2 separate regions of the Mus musculus genome follow, and region 2 is linked to region 1. Evidence: chromatin contacts called from public Hi-C data. All regions are on one chromosome and are shown on one strand. Each heading gives the region's core, a stretch centred on a gene start, on an enhancer-like site or on the middle of the called end of the contact. The rest is flanking DNA. Distances are from core to core; before and after follow the strand shown.

Region 1 (4,786 bases), core at 1,172-3,671:
AAGAGGCACTGTTCTAGACAAAGACATCAAGTTTGATTATTGATGGCTGTCAGAGAGATGGAAATTGGCTGAGACCACCCCCCCCCTTAACAGTATATTTAATTCAAATGTTTCAGTACTTCCATATGTTGAGGAAAGGAACACCCAGTAAATTAGTCTCACTTTGTGCATATGCAGGTCTGCAGGTGAGAAGGAGGTGAGGATCTGTCACCACTCAAAGAGACATATCTTCCTTTGCTTTGGCTTGTGAAGCTCAGCATATCTCTTGCATTCACAAAACAATAACAGAGATAATGGATTGTTATTTGAATGTCTACAGTGTTCAGAGAGGATACGGAGCACCTTCCCTTCCTCTTAGCCCATGCATTATGTGAATTTTCAGTGTGTATGAGTTGTTCAGCATCCGATCACAGGCTCCATGCAGTTCTTACTGAGTTCTTCCTTTGAAAATGTGGACCACTAGCTTCATTTGAAAGCAGAGCCTCCTGCTACTACCTTGGTGCTCCCAGCCCTAGGACACTACTCAGTTCTGCTTAGCTTGTTTTTTTCCATAACAATTTGCCTCTTAAAAAATTATTATTAGTGTATTTACCATAATTTATAGAGCAATGTATACCTGATATAATGAGAAGAAAAAGACAAGACTGTAACAGATAAAAAGACTTCAGGAAAGTACATCTAATTGGCATCTTATTGCATTAATCAATAGCTGTATTTTTTGTAAACCGTGGCTATGACAGTCCTGAGTAAGAAGGGTTTTCTGTTTAAGTTGTAGTAACTTTTTGGATTATGGATCATAATTTTTTTTCTGTGACAGATTTTAATAATTTTTTAACAAAATGTATTTGGGACGATTGTCTCAAAGTAACATGTAGTTTTCCTGACTTTCTTCTTCTTCCTCTTCTTCTTCTTCTTCTTCCTCCTCTTCTTCTTCTTCTTCTTCTTCTTCTTCTTCTTCTTCTTCTTCTTCTTCTTCTTCTTCTTCTTCTTCTTCTTCTTCTTCTTCTTCTTCTCCTCCTTCTCCTTCTCCTTCTCCTTCTCCTTCTCCTTCTCCTTCTCCTTCTCCTTCTCCTTCTCCTTCTCCTTCTCCTTCTCCTTCTCCTTCTCCTTCTCCTTCTCCTTCTCCTTCTCCTCCTCCTCCTCCTCCTCCTCCTCCTCCTCCTCCTCCTCCTCCTCCTCCTTCTCCTCCTCTTGCTCCTCCTCCTTCTTTTGAGAGGAAAGAGTTTATTTCATCTTATGGTCTAGACCATTCTTATGCTTCCAGTTATCATCCCTGGGCAGATATCAAGTTAAAAGCATAACAGAACATAATGTAAATGTTGGGAAAAGAATTATTCGCTGAAGCAGGTTAGGTGAGCATAAGAATAGACTCCAAAGCAAAGCTTTTCCTGAACGAAGAAAGAATGAGGATTTCATTCAGGGACTTACACGTATTCCTAATGGACAACACTCCAAGAATGAGCATACTCCTAAGCATGCACAGTGTAAAGTCAAAACCTGGGAAATAAATATTGGTGTTTGTCAGCTCAAGATCATGAAGCACATTTTCAAAGGTAGGAGAGTGGGGTGGGGAATGCAGTGGGCAGGCTCAAGTTTCATCAGGAAGTTTTAGCTAAAATTAAAAGAAAACGTTTAAGGTAGATTGATATTTAAAAAAAAAATAGCCAAAGGTGTGTTCTCCAGTTATCAACAAATGGCAGATGGCCACAAAGATAAGAACCAGAGAGATGCCCCTTGAAAAGCTACTAGGTAGCCAACATAAGCAAAGAAATAATATCCAGTAGAATCAAGGGCAATGGCCTTATGTGCTATTCCAAAGAACATAGGCCTCCGAGAGAGCAATGTTTCACACCTTATGAATATTCTCAAGAGCTTCTTGGACTCTACTGGCCACTTTATCATGTACATCTCTAGAACTGTAGGCCCAAACATCCGGAAGCAGGCCACATTTGAGGGGAAAGAGATCAAAAGGAAAGCTTTGGAAGGCAAAGCTGTGACCTTATCCTATGGTCTTCAATATCTCTCTCCTGGAGAGATTTCTGCCAGTTGATTTAAAACAACCAGGGAAATAACCAGGGGTGAGTTTGTGAAGTTATGCTGAAAAAGAAAGGATGCCAGTTGGCTTCGTGTGAATGTCCAGACCCAAAATGTCAGATGTCTCAGAGTGGGGGGAGGAAGGGCTCGAGGGAGCATTCTTGGTGTAAATTTGGAAATCAATAAATTAGCATTCCGGAATGACGTTCCTGCTCATTCTTGCCATCCTTCCCCTCGCCGCGGCATTGTTTATATTGGTGTTTATGGTAACTGGTCGGCTTCAGAATAGTTGTTTTAATTTTGAGGCCTCGCTCATGGTTAAGGAATGTAAAAAGGAGGTTTCTGTGGCAATGATTTCATTTTAAAATTAAGGTGCAGCTGGTTAATCTCCCCTCCCCATCTCCAGCCTGGGGAGATGATTAACACAGAGTCCTAGGCTGGCGAAGGATAAAACTGCTAGTAAGCTTTCATGATGGAATTTCCCTTCCAATTTTTACTTTTGTTTGGTTACTGTTATTGTCCAAAAGGTAAGACAGAGATGTTATTTTTATAGATGAAATCTATTTAGACTGGCCCCAAATCTTGAGAGGGAAACAAATGACTATGCACGTTTCCTTTGCTTGGTGACTACTTTGTTGTTAGTAGCTTCTGCTGTCCTGTAGAGACTCTTGAGAGAACGGGAAAAGTCATCTCAACAGTGGAAGGTGAGCTAATGGCTGGTTAGCCTAAAAAGCAAAATAAATATAAAAATTGATACATAACACTTAAAGCCTTTTAACTTCAACATATAATTACCATCTCGCTCCACACACATATCTGTACTAGCTTTCCCTTCTGGTGGAGTCTGTGACTGGAGACTCAGCCAGGCAGTCAGGGAGCTGAAGTCCAGCTGTCCAAACCCCTAAGTTCCAGCCATACTCTATTTAAAGTGGTGTGCAGACAGTCAGAAACTTTGCTGGGCAGAATCAGTTTCACTTTGACTTTTATTCATATATTCTATATGTATAACAGATAATTCAATGGCAATTTTCTAACTAGCTCTTCTTATTATGTCTTTCCAATAAATTAATTTAATAGGTATAGGTATAAACTTTATTTTTGCATTCATATTCCTTATATTGATATTGGATTTATAACTAAAATTATACATGCAACTTGCATAAATTTGCACAGGAATCAAGTGCAACTGTACGTACCAGGCATAGCTGATTTAAAGAGATAGGAAGAATTCACAGTTAAAGAACCTCTCATCTCAAGCTTAACTTCCAGATAAAATTTGTCTTATTATGCCCCACAGCCGGCATGTTCTGTTCTCTTGTTATGTGATCATTCTAGGGGCTTCCCTGGGCTGCTTGGCTTGTTTATGTACTGCCACGCCTGGCAACTATCTTCCCATCCTTAGAAACCTTGCTCCTCCCTGGCACCTTGCCTCATACCCATGAGCACTTTACAACAAGATTCCCTTACGAAAGCCTGTGATGCCATCCTTGCCGTCTCTTGTCCCCATCCCATACTGTCTACTTACCCTTTAAGTGGAACACATGATAGAGTCAGTAAGCATGTTTGAATGGAGGGGTGAATTAATAAATGAGGAACCTCCTTTGTTCCTTGCTTGCGGGTACAAATCAACATCAAAGAAACATGTTACAGAATGGATGGTTCTAGAGTCAGACCAAGCTGGATTTGAACCTCAGCCTGTCATACTATACAACTTGTGTTTCTTTTCTTTCAGTGCTTTTCTGGTCAGGGAAATGCTAACTTTGATACCCGCTTGATGAGAACTAACAGAAGTAAATACCATCTGTCACACCTAAAACAATAGATATCCACATAGGAACATCCAGGTGTGCACCCTGCAAGACTCAGAGGCATAGCTATCTAAATCCTTCTTGGAGTTCAGTCTCAGCTCTTTCCCCTTAGGCCTATAGAAAGACATGCACATTTATACTGGGGCAGACTGAGAGGGCCCACATTAGTCTGGAGAATATGATATAGTTCCCATTTTAACAGCAGAAAGTCTTATCTCTTTGTAAGAGTATATATACTTCAGCTATTAGCGTGACTTCCAATGTCCAAAACTCAACTGAGTGTGGAGCCATCAACATGATGCAAATCCCTACCTGGACACTTAGTGCCGGGTACTGGGTGCATGTTCTATGATAGACGCTTGGTGTGTTGTAGTGCACCATTATTTCCTCAGCACCAGGAAGAGAGGTGACAGGTGTCAAGTGCTCAGCTTTTGCCAAGTGAATGAATACACCTAGAGACATGTGTCACACCATTATGTAGCTTCCACAGATAGCTGTCCAATTCAGGAGCCACTAGCCCCAGGTGGCTGCCAAAGTTTAAGCTAAATATAATTGGAAACAAATTAAGATTTTAATTTCTTACTTCTACACACCGTGCTTCAAGTGCTTAATAGCCACGTGTAGCTTAAGGGTGTTCCGTGTGTGTGCAAACATGGACTGAGCTCATCACTGTTGAAGGCTTTATTGGTCCCTCGAGCTTGAAAACTTAACAACCCAGGGCCAGAAAGTGGCTCACCATGTAAAGATGCCCACTGTTCAAATTAGGGGTCTTTAGTTTTACCCATGTAAAAGTGGACAAAGAGAACCTGCTCCATCTGGTTGGTACCTTGTATGCTCACCACATACACACTCCCTCGGTATAAAAAAAACAAAACTAAACTAAAACAAAACTAACTGCCTTTACTTTTACTAACTAGGCATGCCAGGTTAATAAAATTTTTCCC
Region 2 (4,786 bases), core at 816-3,315, 39 kb before region 1:
CCTGCATATATGTCTGTGTACAGCATATATACCTGGTACACACAGAGGTCAGAAGAGGCGTTTAGATTCCCTGGAACTGGAGTTACAGATGGTTGTGACTCACCAAGTAGATGCTGGGAATTGACCCTGGGTCCTCTGGCAAAGCAGTCAATACTCTTGACGTTGTTGATCCATCTCTCCACTCACTCCAGCATCTCTGGCTTTATTGTCATCAGACAGTATTAAAACCATTCATCCAGTGGGCTTCTCCTCTGCCATTCTTGCTTCAGTTCAGGGTGTAATCCATTGACACTGAACACACAAAGTAGGGGTCTGATAAGTTATTTTATGCTCTCTCTATATACAGACCCCACCATGCCCTTTACATCTGGGAGAACACTGGTGCTATTTGGCTCCTCCCTCAGTGCTGAGAAATGTTAAAGTTTTTATGAAAGGAAGACACTCCTTCCCAGTGAGCCAAGAACACAGTTTAGCTCTCTCACTTCTTTAGCAGTTTAAACTCAGTTTTCATTAGGCAAATTGTTCGCTGCTGTTAATAAGAACTGTGCCCGCTTTTTCCAGAGTGGTCATATATGAAACTGAAAAGCTTCCAGTGTCTAATCCAGATCTCATGTATGGCCAAGAAGAAAGGAAAGACCATTCCAACCCAGGCAGTGACACAGGGAAATAAGGTTTAGAGAGCTCTAAAGAGGAGTGCACTGACTAGTTCTGTGTCAACCTGACACAGCTGGAGTTATCACAGAGAAAGGAGCTTCAGTTGAGGAAATGCCTCCATGAGATCCAACTGTAAGGCATTTTCTCAATTAGTGATCAAGGGGGAAAGGCCCCTTGTGGGTAGGACCATCTCTGGGCTGGTAGTCTTGGGTTTTATAAGAGAGCAAGCTGAGCAAGCCAGGAGAAGAAGCCAGTAAAGAGCATCCCTCCATGGCTTCTGCATCAGCTCCTGCTTTCTGACCTGCTTGAGTTCCAGTCCTGACTTCCTTGGTGATGAACAGCAGTATGGAAGTGTAAGCAGAATAAATACTTTCCTCCCCCAAGTGCTTCTTGGTTATGATGTTTGTGCAGGAATAGAAACCCTGACTAAGACAAGGAGGACAGGAGCAAGGGAGATAGCTCAGTTGGGAAAGTGCTCACCTCGAAAACATGCAGATAGGACTTCTGTCCCCAGACCAATGTGAAAAGAACAGCATGATATATACTTGTGGTCACAGTACTGATGACAAGGCTCAGTAGGACAAGAAGCTGAGGCTCAGTAGACAGCCAGATTTAACTATTGTGCGTTCCAGTCCAGTGTTGGCCTACCACAAAATCAAGATGAGCTGCCCAGAAATAACACTAGAGGATGACCTCTGAATACAGAGGTGCGGCAGAGGAAGAGGGTGAGAGAGTGAGAAGGACAGAGAGACAGATAGACTGACTCAAAAAACGGGGCTATATGGAAGAGACAGAGAAAATGACCTGGGTTAGATGAACAGTTTGTAGAGCACCCTGAGTCTAAGTGTGGATTATGATACTGGTGTCATAAGCCACTGGAAGTTGGGCAGTCAATCCTATAGAGGGCGACAATTCAGTGAGGGATGCAGTCCTGATTACAGCAACAGAACTCTATCATAAAAAGTAATGTCTTTTGAAAGTCCCTTTGCAAGCAAGTACCGGAAATCCAGTCAAATAAGCCCAGTCGACGAATAGGAAATTATTGGAAAGAATATTGAGTCACCTTCAGAACCCAGCAGCATGAAGGATACCCAAATCTATGCAGATTCTATTTTACTTTATTTTTCTTTTTTTACTCCATATCCTGGCTTGTCTTGATTCTCTTAGCAAATGTCCTCTGTACCTCCAAACTCCATGCCTGACCCAGATACTAATGTCTACTCAACTTTCTTAAACCTAGTTATAAATTCCTAAGAGGAAGATAGTGCTCACCCGATGAGGGCCAAGGGCCCCTGATACAATCCATGGCCGTGGTGGTTGGGTGATGGCTGCTTACTTGGGGTTCCGTTTGTGGAGAAAGGAGTGGTTCTTGGAGGAATGTGGTATCATAGATTTGGCAGGAGCGCCAGAAGTTGGTTACATAAACCTACCAGAAGTCTGCTGGTATATTTTAATCCTGAAATCCTCCCAAGGTCAGTATAATGAGGAGATGTAAATAAATAGTATGGTTCTGAATAAGAGGACCAGTTTAAGAGACGCTAGAGCAGCGGTTCTCAGCCTGTGTGGGTCGTCATCTCTTTGAGGGTCAAATGACTGTTTCAAGGGACCATCAGAAAACACAAATATTTACCTTATCATCAATAACATAGCAAATTTACGGTTATAATGTAGCAACAAAAATAGTTTTATGGCTGAGGGTAACCACACAGGAGGGACTATTGAGAAACACTGCTCTAGAGTGTCAGCCATGGGGATGGTACCTGAGGAGATCACAACTGATGTGAAAGATCTCCCAGGACAGCCTGCACTGGGTAATGTCTGAGGAATCCAGCGATCCTTTGCGGGAGTGGCTGTTCGCAGCTTCCATAAATGCCGCACGAATGCAAGCGTGGGCTGCTTTCTTCAGAGAGAAGCTGGGCGTGGAGCTTAGGAGCAGCTAAGCAAGACCTGACAGTTCCAGAACCGCGGAAGGAAATGTCTGTGCTCAAGACATTCCCAGTATTATGAATCAATCCACCAAGTATTTACCAACCGGCCTGCTTTATGCTTGGTGATATTTTGATATTGTGTTTAGTCAGGGGTCTGAGACAAAAGGGCCACCCTGGACTATTGTAGAAAGCCCCCTTGGGTTGTACATGGAGGGGAACGCCAGGATACTTTCCCAGCCTCCTCCAGCAGCTGCCCTTCTAAAACCCAGAGAAGCGCGCAGTCCCTCCCCCACCATCCTGCCTGCCTGCCAGAGTTTCCAGATTTGTTCTGCTTTGCAGTTGCGTCAAAGCCACGCTAGATCCCAATCCTCACAGAAGGCATAAATTAACATTTTATTATGTGTACTTGTTAGGGTCTCTTAAAGTAGACATGCAAATTTGAGGCTCCAGTAATAAATTAGGGCATACCCAGATTAACCGAAAATAAACTGGGTTGCCCTGGCCAAGGCCTTGGAAAGCAGGGCCCTGCCAAGCAGCCAGAGGACAGAGACTCCCCTCAACTCCTGTTCCCCAGTTGTTGACCCTGGCCTCTGGTCATTTCCTTCTCTGTATGGTACCCTGGTCCTCTCTGTGCAGACGCTAGTGGCTTTCATGAGTCCTGATGGGTTTTCTTTTTAGAACAAGGGACAGTTTCCAGTAAGCCTGTTACAGGTCCCTGGCAAGCAATAGAGAGAAAGAGCAAAAGAAAAGTTTTGAGTTTCCATCACACATGGACCAGCTATTCTGAGGCTATACTTTGATTGGTTATTCCTGTAGTGGGACTTGAATTTTGCAGCTTATAGCCTGGAAAACCTTCAGATCAGAAACTTTGAGGCTCCATTGAGCTTGGTGTGTTTTGATGTAGCAGTGGTGAGAAAGTAAGCAGATATAAAAGTAAGGGGCACCTGATGTGCCACCCACAGCCCTACCAGCATCTGTTCTATTATGGTGTTCTGCATTTTGTGGTTGTCATTGCTGTTCTTTGTTTGGTTGGTTGGTTGGTTTTTCATATTTACTAGAGAAAAGAGGAAAAGGCTGTGTGTGTGCGTGTGCATGTGCGTGTGTGTGTAACTATCTAGGGGACATGTATAGACAAGTCCATACAAATAAAGACACTGCAGTTTGGAATTGGAAAACTTCCCCAACGTTCATGGGGTAAAGGTGTAGGAATAGCGGGATGCAGAGTGGTTAGAAGGAAAGGCCCAGCAGAAAGTCTTTACATTATGATGGGGTGCTCTTAAAGGAGGCTGTGACGTCCAAATCCTTTCCTCTTTCACTCTTTGATTTTCTAGCCAGAAAATGAGCAGCTTGTACTTTAAGCAAGGTACCCATATGCTTCCTTGCCATATGTCCAAAAGAAATGGAGCTAAATAGTCATGGGCTGAAACCTCCAACATCTTGACCCCAAATAAGCCTTTTCTCTTTATAAGTTAATTACCTTAAGTATTTGATACAACAGTGGAAAGCTGGATAACACAAGAGGAGGGCCTTAGAGAAGTGATGCTGTGTGGCTATTTCCTCCTAATTAAAACATTTTCTTCTAGAAGAAGGCTCCTTAAGACTTAGGTAAGAAAAGCGTATGTCTAAGGAAGTTCCTGAAACTCACAGGATCCCTAAAGCCTCTCTCCAGTCTTATAAAAGTAGTAAAAATTCAGGAAAGAGGAGATGCCCATGTGTCTTGCTGGGAGTTCTCGAAATGTCTCCCGTTTGTCATTGTTCACACTAAGGGGAGGCTTTTGATAATGCCTTTCAGTCATCAATGCCCCCATCCGGAGCTCCCTCTCTATGATTCTGTGAGCAACTTCAATAAATTACTGGTTTCCTAAACCATGCTTGAGTGGAATCATTCCTTCTGTCTATCATCCCTGTGTGGAGTGAATTCCCATGTGTTCCCACCTCCCCAGGATAAGTCGCACTACGGCTGGTCCACAAGAATTCATGATGGAAGGGAAATTTTAGTTGTAATACTGTGAGCAGGAAAGCTGAAATCCAGGGGCCTAGTGCTGGACTGTAATGCACAACACTTGAGGGGATCCTATTGGAACTCCCCTACCACAAGAAGTACCTTGGAAACCACCTTCATGTGGGTTCTAGGCTAAGAGACTATATCATCTCCCTCATCCAGGAGTTCTGTCTCCAGGTGACTTTTACCTGGCACTCCCCTA

What was found. A called contact is a pair of places that touch in the nucleus more often than the background predicts.
Region 2: a Hi-C map of uterus shows a contact between it and region 1, with 3 times the contacts expected there. The contact joins two enhancer-like sites. A contact is called at or near these places in 1 of 15 datasets of contacts at CTCF or cohesin (the NIH/3T3 cell line), 10 of 484 Hi-C or Micro-C datasets (brain, cerebellar granule neurons, cerebellum and 7 more), 2 of 115 datasets of contacts at active chromatin or transcription factors (embryonic fibroblasts and embryonic stem cells) and 1 of 9 other capture datasets (adipose tissue).

The regions. Positions count from the first base shown.
Region 1 is chr10:14,155,781-14,160,566 of GRCm38.p6, reverse strand. No RefSeq gene overlaps it. Among named protein-coding and RNA genes, the nearest start is that of Gm51759, 31 kb to the right of the region's middle. Within about 2 kb of position 2,421, at least 8 of the 459 cell types and tissues checked have an H3K27ac peak or open chromatin away from gene starts, as enhancers often do. A contact at or near this core is called in uterus, where this site is marked.
Region 2 is chr10:14,194,235-14,199,020 of GRCm38.p6, reverse strand. No RefSeq gene overlaps it. Among named protein-coding and RNA genes, the nearest start is that of Gm51759, 69 kb to the right of the region's middle. Within about 2 kb of position 2,065, at least 47 of the 459 cell types and tissues checked have an H3K27ac peak or open chromatin away from gene starts, as enhancers often do. A contact at or near this core is called in uterus, where this site is marked.